Linked DNA regions of Sus scrofa: region 1 is linked to region 2. A link is a contact called in public HiChIP or PLAC-seq data. All regions are on one chromosome and are shown on one strand. The core of a region is the stretch at or near the end of the contact, and the rest is flanking DNA. Distances in the headings are between cores, read along the strand shown. Region 1 holds the start of FAM53C (protein FAM53C). Region 2 holds the start of KIF20A (kinesin-like protein KIF20A).

Region 1 (5,785 bases), core at 1,153-3,652, 130 kb before region 2:
AAATGAATCCAACTAGGAACCATGAGGTTGTGGGTTCAATCCCTGGCCTCACTCAGTGTGGCCAGCAGCTGTACCTCTGATTAGACCCCTAGCCTGGGAATCTCCATATGGCCCTAAAAAGCAAAAAAAAAAAAAAAAAAAAAAAAAAAAAAAAGAAATCAAATATGGGTCCGATTGGCAAATCTAACCTTTCTTTGCCTCAGTTTACTCATAGGTAAAATGGGCAGAATAACCACACTCTGTCACTGGAAAAATATTATGCCAAATATCACTATGTAAAAAGTATACATCCAAGCCTATACAAATCAGGAGTCCACACAAACTGCCGGGTTTCTCATCCCTCCTATTTGATCTTCTACAAACCCTCAGAATGCCAAAAGTGCTAATACCAACATGAAGAAGGCAATTGGGTTGATCTACTTGGCTGGATCCCAACCTCCTTCACCTGCACACCAAGAGAAGCCCAAAAGGGTTGTTCTGTGACCTTGAGGGCAGACCACTCTCTACCTAGGCAGAAAAAGAGGGGATCCTCTCTACCCACTCTCACCTCAAAAGAAGGCAGACCACAAGGAAATGCAAAGAAATACACCTTCGTGTACTTGGAGTTTAAGGGAAAAAAGGTGTTGGAGAAGTCAGTCATCACTATGGCTAAATAACATTTTCATGCATAATTATTACTACCACTCCGAACAGAGTTCCAGCTTCCTGGGAGCTCCTTTCGGCTGCTTCCCCTATGTTCTTGTAGAAGCTAAAGCTTATATCACTTCTGCTCTTGGTTTCTTAACTCTGCCCTCAAAAATCAACCAGAGAGGGAACCTAACTGCAGGCTTTTACCCCCAGACACCCCAGGCCTCAAGCTGACCAGCCATGAGGAGCAGGGAGTGAAGCAAAACTCTTTTAAGCTCTTCATGAGGCATTTAGCCAAACAGCAAACTTCTAGCCCTCTCTGGGATCAAGGGAAGAGAGTGATTTTGTGTTTTTCTGCATTTTAATTGTTGGGATGTGGCCACACACGGCGGTAATTGGAACAATGCAACTACCACCACGCAACTGATACTCTCTGTCTGAGTTTCCTAAAACAGGCCAGGCTGAGAGGGGGAACAGAACGGAAGCCATAAGGAATCAAACCAGGACACAAAAGAAGGCAAACCAGCTCCACGAGGGGCCTCCTCTTTCTCAGGCAGGCATAGAAAAAAGTGTAAGAAGCCCTCTCTTGCCGCCTTCCTTCCCCTTCCATTTTGTGTATCTGAGGGGCAGACAGCCCTGAACGTTCACTAAACAAGTTAAAACTTCTCAGCTTAACAACTGGCACGGGGCTCAGCCCTACACAGAGCAGCAGGCGGCTAGGCCCTCCTCCAAACCCCACCAGGCCCAACTCTCAATCCAGGGTTTCTCTCCACCATCACCCCCCCAAATAAAGGTTGGACCCCTGCCACCCCGACCCCATGGGTTGGCAGTAATCCCTGACATTAGGGTTTCAGGGATGCTGAGGTTGTGCTGAAACCTGGAGAACCTAGGATCAAGTGAGGCCAAAGGGGAGGAGAGTCAAAAACCCATGGGGACCTTCCCCCTAGGTCCCAGTCCCACAGCTCTGGGGGAGACTAAGGAAAACATGAGGCAGGCATGGAGGTGCATGAACAGGTATGTAGGGACCTGACTGCTCTTCCTCCATATGGCACTGGTGGGGATAAGGGTGACAAGTGGGGAGCACCCCTCCCCCCACCCCAATGAAGAAGCAAAAGGCTAGGCCCCCCTTCCAATCTTCAACCTCTCCCTCGGTTGCCCTGCCTGTCCCGGCGGGGTGGGGCATGGGGCGTCCGCTGCCGCCCCCCCCCCCGGGGGGGCGCCAGGGCACGCTCATGGGGGCTGTCGCTCGTCTCTTCCCAATCAGCTCCCATCACCTGGCCGCGGGAAGCGAACTCAGGACGCAGAGGATGGAGAGGGTCTGGGACTTAGCACTCCGCCACCCCCTCCCCCACCGGGTCCCGTGCTCTCCCCGCGGAGGCGGCCAGCGAGGCCCTGCCTCGCAGGCGGCCAGGCTGGGGGAGGGGAAAAAGGGAAAGAGGGAGGGACGGTCGAGGTGCCCGCCCCGAGGCCACAGCGCCACCTGCCCTCCGCCACCTACCGCGGCTCCTCCAGCTCCCAGGGCCGCGGCCAGAGCAGCTCTGAGCGCTCGGTTCGCCCCACGGTGCCCTTAAAAGGCGCCGGAGCGAACCAACGGGCCCCTGAGGAGAGCGGGGAGATCACCCCGATATGCAGAATCCCCCGAACCGTCCGCGGGGGCTCGAGCACCGCGTCGTTTATCTCTCAAAGCCCTTCTTGGATGGCGCTGTCGGGAAGAGGCCCGGCTCTTTGACTTAGCTACAAGGGTGGGTTCCTCATTATCGAGTCACCCCCTCCAACATATTGGAGAAGGTGGACTGACCCAGTTGGAGGCAAACGTCGAAACCCGCGGGGGAGGCCGCGTCGGCTGAAGGTAAACAAAGCCATCGCCTTCGCCCTCTATTACTACATAGATCCACTTACAGCCCTCAACTCGGTTCCAGTAGTGTAAAAGAACTAATTCAGGTTCCTCTCACCTGCTCTTCTGTCCCACCCTCTACAGCCGCCTTTCTGAAGGAATCCCCTTTCTCCTAGCAGAGGACCCGTCCGCGGCGTGAAGGCTTCTGGGAAGTGTAGTCCAAGCGCCGATTAGGGCCTGCTCTGAGTCCCAGAGCCCCTCTCCCAGCTGCCAGATCGGCTCGAGCCTTAAGAATCCAGGACTTATAACGGTTGCGGGGCCGTTCCTACTTGGTTCTGTAATTAGCCGTTACCCAAAATATCGTAAAGCTGACCAGGGCCCAGGGCTGTTCACTCCTCCTCCCCTACGCACCCCCCCCCAGCAGGATGAGGTAATGGGATTGTGATTATGACATCATAGGCGGTTCAGTTGCTTGCGTGGGGGAGGGGGAAGGGGGAGGGGAAAATTATGGTGGTTACAGCTGGACCACTTTCCTTTAGACAGAAAGGGAGGGAGCAAACAGACAGATGAGGGGAAAATATTGATGGCTCTGTTTTCTCCTCAGGAAGAGGAAACCACCTTTTACAAAATCTCCACCACTCCCACCACCTCCCACCTCAGCCAAAGTTTCAGTCCTTTTTTAAGAATCTGAATATAGTAGTAGGTGAAGAGGTTGTGGAAAAGCTGGGTGATTTCTGGCTCTTATGTCAATTTGAGTCTCAGCTATCGAGAAGGTTTAGAGAGACGGTAAAAAAATGGGAAGATGGGGTGGGTTAAACAATGCCTTCGTGTTATGATCTCTTAAAGGACAGAGTTTTAGACTTCATTTTTAATCGATTGGAAAGAAGTACTGCAAGTAATTTCATTGTCACATTCAGCAACAAGTCCTCTGAAAGACATGTTTTCCCTAAATATTTTGTGCTCCACTCAAGTTTGGGACAGATAATTGTAATCAGCTAGAACGTAGAGCCAGTGGTGGGGATCTTCCTCACAGATCCAGGAAAGGGAGGAGGCAGGAGCCACCAAATCTGCAAGCTGAAAAAGAAAAGTAGAGGGAAAGTGATGTATTTATGAAGAAAATGGGGGGGGGAATATACTGCACACTTGCTTGCCCTGCACATTTCCCTTAGCAAAAGAAGGCACAGGGGCATGAAGTACAAGAGACATGGTTTTCCTGGAGCTCCTGTTGGTGGTGCAGCAGAAACAATCCAACTAGGAACCATGAGGTTGGGATTACATCCCTGGCCTTGCTCAGTGGGTTAAGAATCTGGCATTGCCATGAGCTATGGTGTAGCTTGCAGACGCGGCTCAGATCCTGCGTTGCGTGGCTCTGGCTATGGCCAGCAGCTGTAGCTCTGATTCGACCCCTAGCCTGGGAATCTCCACAAGCCCCAATTGAGGCCCTAAAAAGCCAAAAAAAAAAAAAAAAAAAAAAAAAAAAAAGACAGACATGGTTTCCAATAACTGCTGTTGGTGGAGCACTTATGTTTCAGGCACCATGATGCATACTTTAAATGTGTATTCTCATTTTTGTTTACAATAATAAAATGAGACAAAAATCTATTTGACAGATAAAACAGCAGGAGAGGTTAAGTGACTCCCTTAACAGTGATGGACAGAGGTATTAAAAAGCAGTTGAGGAATTCTCTTGTGGTGCAGTGGGGTAAGGCACTGAAGTGGCTTGAGTTGCTGCTGTGGCATGGGTTACATCCCTGGCCCAGGAACTTCAGCATGCTGAGGTGGATGTGGGAGGAAAGCAGTCTTAGGCTCTAAAACCTCTGATCTTCACCATTAGGTGATCCCTCTTTTTATTTAATAATAAAAGACCATGCTTACTATACTTAAATGGTTGAGTAAATACTGAAAGAAACTGAGACACTTAAAACCCTCCAAGTGAGGTTTCAGGTCTCATTTCAAAGGAAGATGACACTCATTTCATCAAGTATAAAATAGCTTCCCCAGTGCAGCTCAACATCTCTCCCATTACTAACTTTAACTAGATCTCCTTATGCCACTTTTGCTTCAGGTTTTTTTTTTTTTGTTTTTTTTTTTTTTTGTCTCTTGCGTTTTCTTGGGCCACTCCCGTGGCATATGGAAGTTCCCAGGCTAGGGGTCGAATCGGAGCTGTAGCCGCCGCCTACGCCAGAGGCACAGCACTGTGGGATCCCAGCCGTGTCTTCAACCCATACGACAAGCTCACGACAACGCCAGATCCTTAACCCACTAAGCAAGGCCAGGGATCGAACCCACAACCTCATGGTTCCTAGGCGGATTCGTGAACCACTACGCCACGACGGGAACTCCCTTCAACGGTTTTTTTTTTTTTTTTTTTTTTTTTAACTCATGTCTTGCAATTTGTCCTGCTCTCTTATTTTCCTTCTTTTGTTCTTGGGCTACTACCTTGAACCCCATCATAACTCTGGCCTCCTAGGCCAGATCCCATCTCTGACCCTGCTCCAATGGATTGCAGCAGAGGATACTACCTGGGTTCCCTTCTGGTCTCCATCCAGATTCCCTGAGGGTTGCAAAGGGGAAGAATCCATTGGCTCTAAGAGATTCTCCATTCCCCACCTAGAGAGACGGTAGAGTCAAAGGAACATGAACCTCATTCACACTCTCCCTTTTCAGCCAGTGAAAGCTAAACCTCTGCAAAGTGGAGAGAGGTGGGGCTTAGTCCATCACTCAAAGAAGGAACCAGGAATAGTGCACACACCCCTCAGCCTGCAGAGGCTGGTTGGGGGGTCCCAGGAATGTAGGGCTCTTCTCCACTGCCTGATCTGGGCATCCCAGGATCGACGGCTGTACCTCCTGTTCTTGTTTGGCGTTTGAGGGTGAAGTCCTGGCAGTCGCTGTGCCCTGGCAACAACAGATTGTGTCAGACTGAGGTCAAGGTGAAGGGGCACAGCTCACTACTTACCACAGCGAATTAGGAGACGCATTAGGGATTCCCTGAGAATGAGGTAGGATCAGTGCCCTCAATCCAAAGAAAATCTTTAAACACCAAACTTCCCAACTCTCTGATATTCTTTCTTCTGGGAAGGGGAATTAGATATTCCAATGCCCGCAGAAGTCAAGATAGATATAAAAGACTGTATTTGACATTTCTTTAAAATAAATTCTACCTTTTCATACATTAACTTGTATGTATGCATGTAAACTTACATGTAGTTAGGCAAGTATGTTGTCATTATCCAAGTCAGCTGGAGGCATGAGGTGAAAATGGATGAAAACAAACTTCATCAGCAAACACTGATAGAGCTTGTTTTCTTTTTCTTTTTTTTTTTA
Region 2 (6,275 bases), core at 791-3,290:
CTGGAAAGACAAAAGACAAAAAAATAATAGAAGTAAAATAAAATAGTTCCTGGAAATCATGTTAACACTACCATATTCCACCTCTAATGACTGTGTGCAGCTACTCAGGTTCCATAATCACTCCAACCCACATGGACTTTTTCACTACTTAATCATCTTTCTTGTCGTTTTAGAATCCTGAAAGCCTGGCTTACCACAGATTATCTGGGTTAGAACTTTCTGAATGGCATGAAAATTAGTGTGTGATATTATGGCAAAACATAGTAGTTAAGCACCTTAGAGGCAGACACACCTGAATTTCAGTCCCAATTCCATCATTAAGAAACCATGAGATCTTTTTTTTTCGGCCACCCATTGGATTCCTGGGCCAGGGATCCAATCAGAGCTGGAGTTGCAACCTATGCCACAGCTGCAGCATGGCTGGATCCTTCACCCACTGTGTCTGTGCCGGGGCGGGGACCAAACCTGAATTGCTGCCACTGCAAAGACACCATTGATCCTGTTGTGCCACAGCGGGAACTCCTGAGATCTTGAACAAGTTCTTTAAGTTTTCTTTACCTCAGTTCCCTCATCTGTAGAATGGGGTTAATAATAGCACCCACCAAGTTCATTCAACAGATATTTAGAGATCAGAGATCTCTCTACTCCGGTGCAGGAAATCTTATAGGATCCAGTAGTTCACAGTGAAGGACATTAACAAAGGCCCTGCTCTCATAAAACTTCTACAAGAGATGTCTGAGTAGAGCTGTTCTTAACCATGACATTTAGTAATGCCAGAACAAATTTCCTGGATGTCCTGGGAAGGAGCTACTGACATCTAGTGGGTAGAGACCAAGAATGCCGCTTAACATTTTACACTGCACAGAACTGCCCCCTATAACAAAGAATCATCTGGCCCCAGGCATCAAGAATGCTGCAGCTGAGACATCTCAGCAGAAAGCAAGCCCCCTTTTAAGTGCAAGCTATGGGTTCATATTAAAGCCTGAATATGTCTGGACTTCATGGTGAAGGAGATCTAACTACTGCCTTCTCTCATAGGATTAACTGAGTATGCATTTGAGAATGTTTCATTACGGCAATGCAGTTAATAGATTTCTTAGAGACACACAATTGTACATTTTTTACTTGTCTTGTCCTTAATTTTCAGTTGATCTCTCAAACCCTAAGAATGCAGGGTTTTGACCTCCTGCTACTTTGTAGGGATAACTAGTATGCTGAGGATATGACTTTCTGCCCCCAAGCCAATTCAACTCCTTTACCTGCTGCTTGTCGTCCAGGGAGGTGGAGATGACAGAGCAGTCTGACAGCAGTTCCTTGCGCACCACAGACCCCAAATCTGCAGCAGTGGACTCAAACATGGGGGAGACTACGACTTCCTCATCCGACAACAAGCCGGCTGGTGGAGAGAGGATCCCTTGCGACATGTTAGCAGGGGAAGCCTAGATCTAAAGAGAGACAAAAGTGGGTAGGGAGGAGAACCTTATGGGATAAAAAGGGCTGCAAATTCTGAGTAAGAACCAATTCCTAGGCCCCAAGACAACTTGGTCTCACTGGCTGAATTCCTGCTCCTCTTTCCCTTCAACTACTAGCAAAGAGAAAGGAAATGAGAGAGAGAGTTAATCATTTAATCCAGTCTGAGGCGGCATTTCCGACCGCGAACAGGAATGAGCAGACACCCAGCTCCAAAAGCAGAAGGCCACACTCCAAGTACGGTGTCTTGCTCTCCGGTGTCGTGGAGGTGGTGTCAGTAGCCCTGGGCTCCTTCAGTCTCTCCCCCAGGCCCACAGTGAGGACAGAGGTATTAAAAAAAAAAAAAAAAAAAAAAAGGATGGCGGCAGTTCTTCTTTCTGAAAGCCTAATTCGCGAGGGCAAGAGCAGGTACCGCAGCTGGGCTCCAGTAGAGCCTCATACTCACCGAAGACACCGCACGTCTCCTCCGGTACCGGCTCACTCACACCCCGCGACGGAACCTGAACCTTCGCAGCTAGACAGCACAACCCCGCCCACGAGGCTCACCTTTGTTACTGATACAATGTTTTAAATTACGCGCTGCGTTCGTTGAGCCAATCAGATAGCGAAACCTGAACCTACCAATCAGCGCAAGGGGACAGACGAGACTGGGAAACGGCTTATTCCGGCCTGACCGCTCTGCTCAAAAGTGGGTCCGGGTTACCAACTGTCGAGGCTTGGTGTTGGGTGATCCTGCAATTCCGCCTTATTACTTTTTCTTGAACCCTGAGGCATCAGCTGCCGTGTTTTGTTCTTTATCACATTCCTTCCCAGGAACGCACAAGAGACCCGGTTTAGGGCACTTGTTCTTCCTGGGGTGGGGTGGGGGACTACATTTCCCAGGAAGCACCGCAACCAAACACCGGGACTCTATTTCCCAGAGTTCTTTTTCTTATACTTTCTTTTTTTAAGGCGTAGCGGACGCTGACGCTCTTCCCTCAGGAGTTGGAGACTTCCGAGCCAAAATGGCGGCAGGGACGGGCAGTAAGTATTTGCACCGCCTTTGTGTGGTAAGTCTTTGTAGAGCCGAGGCCAGGCAACAGCATAGAGAGTAGGAGCAGTGATTTGCCTGAGAGCCCAGGGAGGGCACGAGACTTGAACTCGACGGTGTAGTGAAGCCCAACGGCCGGGGGCCTAGAAGTGTAGTCTTCTCAGTAAGGCCGCCGAGGTTTGAGATAAGCAGCTCAGCGAAATCTTTGTATGTTGGGGAGCTCTGCGGGGTGAGCTGAAAAGGTGCCCTACAGACGGACCGAGACGTTGTGCGCCTTAAGGAGTGGCCGGCATCCCAAAGAGTCATTCAGTTTCTGACGAACGTTTATGAGGCCACTAGTCACAGAGAAATGGGGAGTTTTAACCGCGAGCTTTTTCTGCCACTGGGGAAATCACATTTCGGGCATCTCAGTCATTTATCTCTGTTTCACGGACTGAATATGGCTTTTAGGCCCGGCCAGGGGAAAGGGGAGCGGTGTTACTGAAAGAAGTAAACAACTTTATGCTAAGAAGGAGGCGGGACGGAGGGGAGGTGGCCGCTCGGAATCCTGGGAAATAAGCCCTTAGGTCCAAATTGGAATAAAGCGTTTTTTAAAATTGAGTCTTTCGGGGAGCTGCCCTATCTTAATCTGACATTACTTTTTTTTTTTTTAAACTAAACCATTGTGCCCATGGCATTTGAAGGCAAAACATTTTATTTCTTCAAATACCATAGGCACACTGTTTTAGTTAGGTTATTTACTAGAAAGGTGAAGAATCAAGATTTGGTGATAGTAGCTCACGTTGTCCTTATAGGTTGGGATGTTTAGGCTTTTAGTCTTCTCTTTGAGGCTTAGAACTAGTGTCTCAGTGGTTTTCTATAAGTCTTCTCTACTTTCAGAACATAAGCTGCTGAGTACTGGCCCTACAGAGCCATGGTCCATCCGAGAGAAGCTGTGTTTAGCGTCTTCAGTCATGAGGAGTGGAGATCAAAATTGGTAAGGTATCTAGGTTGTCAGCTTTTTTGGGTATTGGAAACTGTTGAGCGTTGTCTTTTTGGTTATAGCTATACTAGTGGGCATAAAATGATATTTCATTGCGGGTTTGATTTGCATTTTTCTGAACCAATGTTGTTGGAAACCGTTGAGTGCTGAGCATCTATTCATGTTTTTATTGTCTATTTGTGTGTCTTTTGGAGTAATTGCTCAGATCCTTTGGATTATTTTTCATTTTATTATTGAGTTATAAGAATTTTTTATTTATTCTGGACACAAATCCCTTGTCACATACATGATTTGCAAATACTTCTCCTATTTTGTGTGTTGTCTTTCCACTTTCTTTGGTATTGTTGTTATCTCTTGGTATTGCTTACAGCACAAAAGTTTTTGGTTTTGATATGTCCAGTTTGTCTATTTTTTATTCTGTGGCTAGTGTTTTTGGTGTCACAGCTAACAACCATTTACTTCTATGTTTTCTTCTAAGAGCTTTTAACTCTCCACATTCAAATCTTTGATCCATTTTGAGATAATTTTTATGAGGTTATAAGGCAGGGTCACTTGCATGCAACTGTCGTAGGACCTAGTATTTGTTGAAAAGACTATTCTCTTCCTATTGAATTGTCTTGGCATTCAGCATTTAAGTTCCAGAAAGTGGGACTGTCTGTGTCCGGTCTTTTTTGAAACCAGAACAAACTCTTCTCTCTCTCTCTTTTTTTTGGGTTTTTTTTTTTTTTTTTTTTTTTTTTTTGGTCTTTTTAGGGCAGTACTCTCAGCATATGGAGGTTCCCAGGCTAGGGCTTGAATCAGGACAGGCATAGCAATGTGGGATACGAGCCACATTTGCGGCCTATGCCATAGCTCACGGCAATGCCAGATCCTTAACCCACTGAGTGAAGCCAGGGATCAAACTGCATCCTCATGAATCCTAGTTGGGTTCTTTAAACACTGAGCCATGAAGGGAACTCCCGAGGAAACCTTTTAATTGTCTTAAGCATTCTAATTACTTAAGATACAAATATGAGTTTGTATGGTATATCTCTACTTCTGTAACCATTCAAATGAGTTTATGAAAGCATCATCACTTGTCACAGTTAGCACTTCCACAATTTTATGTATTCTTCAAATAGCCTTTCAAAGATAAATCCAGGATATTCCAGGTAGCAGCTGTTCTTGAGCCAGTAAACCCTATGACAAAATGAAACATGCTATTTGATAAATCTCAGCTTGACATTAAATATAACTCAATTCAAATATAAAACTGAATGAATTTTTACACAAAATATCAGGTAAACTAGATTGAAATAGAATGCAATCTGTGTATCTTTTATATTTCTGTTAGAAAAATAGTATAAGAGCACTTAGGTCAAACGTAGGGAGTTCCCACTGTGGCTTAGCAAGTTTAGAACCTGCCATAGGACTAGTTGGCAGGGAAAGAGTTAAGATAACTCAGAGGACACCATCAAGGTGTGCCTGACCCAAATGTACCCAAGCCCAGGGCAGTGACCAGCAGGGAAGGAGTGGGTTCTCAGCTTCAGCTCTCACTGTCAGCACATGCCACTGATTAAAATGTTTAGATTCCTGGAGTTCTCATTGTGGCTCAGCAGTAAGGAACCTGACTAGTATCATGAAGATGCAGGTTCGATCCCTGGCCTTGCTCAGTGGGTTAAGGATCCAGTGTTGCTGTGAGCTGTGATGTAGGTTGCAGTCGCGGCTCGGATCCCGTGTTGCTGTGGCTGTGGTGTAGGCCAGCAGCTGTAGCTCTCATTGAACCCCTAGCCTGGGAACCTCCATATGCCGACGAGGAAGGAGCAACAGAAAGGAAAAAAAAACGAGTGGGAATTCCCTGGTGGCTCAGTGGACTGAGGATCCGGTGTTGTTACTGCTGTGGCATGAGTTTGATCCCTGGCCTGGGAACTTCTATATGCCATGGTTGCAGCCAAAAGAAATAAAAAACAACACACACACACACACACACATAAGAATTTTATCTAAGATAAACTCATGATATGAAATACTGAGTCAAAGAATATATGAGTTTATAAAATTTGCTAAGTATTTCAAATTACCCTCCTCAGAGATTATTTCCATTTATACTCCCTTTGATAATATTTTAAAAGACTTGTTTTTCTATTCTCTGGTTCATGTTACGTGTATTTGATCTTTGACAGTAGAAAAGATGAGAAATAGTTCTCATATCTTTTATTTGCATTTATCCTATGATGAGCGAGTTAAATATCTCCTTGTGTGAAAAAACTGCTTATATTTTCTTTTCTGTAAACTGCTTTTTCCCATTTTTCTATTAGAGTACTAGTCTTTCTTTTTAATTTGGCCAGGGTGGGGCTGGGGAGCGCAGAGGAGTGGCTCCTTTTATATTAGGGAGATTAGCCATTTGTCTGCATTTTGAGGTGCATTAAAAAAAACCCCAAAACCCGGAGTTCCCGTCATGGCGCAATGGTTAACGAATCCGACTAGGAACCATGAGGTTGCGGGTTCAATCCCTGCCCTTGCTCAGTGGGTTAACGATCTGGCGTTGCCGTGAGCTGTGGTGTAGGTCGCAGATGTGGCTCGGATCCCGTGTTGCTGTGGCTTTGGTGTAGGCCGGTGGCTACAGCTCCGATTAGACCCCTAGCCTGGGAACCTCCATATGCCGCAGGAGCGGCCCAAGAAATGGCAAAAAGACAAAAAACAAACAAACAAAAAACCCAAAAACCCAGTATGCTCTTTGGTTTTGCTTTTTACATTAAGACTTTCAATATGTAGTTCTGGGTTTTTTTTTCCCTTTTTCTTTTTTTGACTGTC

What was found. HiChIP or PLAC-seq counts read pairs in DNA pulled down with a chosen protein or histone mark.
Region 1: an H3K27ac HiChIP or PLAC-seq map of alveolar macrophages shows a contact between it and region 2. The contact joins the promoter of FAM53C here to the promoter of KIF20A in region 2. A contact is called at or near these places in 1 of 5 promoter capture datasets (fetal liver) and 1 of 2 datasets of contacts at active chromatin or transcription factors (alveolar macrophages).

The regions. Positions count from the first base shown.
Region 1 is chr2:140,327,218-140,333,002 of Sscrofa11.1, reverse strand. It overlaps FAM53C (protein FAM53C), which reads right to left and starts at 2,402. Exons shown (of 5, transcript XM_005661691.3): 1 at 2,126-2,402. It overlaps LOC100515533 (oocyte-specific histone RNA stem-loop-binding protein 2), which reads right to left. Exons shown (of 8, transcript XM_021084840.1): 5 at 5,247-5,356; 6 at 5,214-5,244; 7 at 4,984-5,071; 8 at 2,758-3,535. The coding sequence ends at 3,428.
Region 2 is chr2:140,198,082-140,204,356 of Sscrofa11.1, reverse strand. KIF20A (kinesin-like protein KIF20A) reads right to left here and starts at 2,040. Exons shown (of 19, transcript XM_003123952.6): 1 at 1,916-2,040; 2 at 1,260-1,445. The coding sequence starts at 1,424. BRD8 (bromodomain-containing protein 8) reads left to right here and starts at 2,110. Exons shown (of 24, transcript XM_005661688.3): 1 at 2,110-2,158; 2 at 2,422-2,493; 3 at 3,380-3,476. The coding sequence starts at 2,475.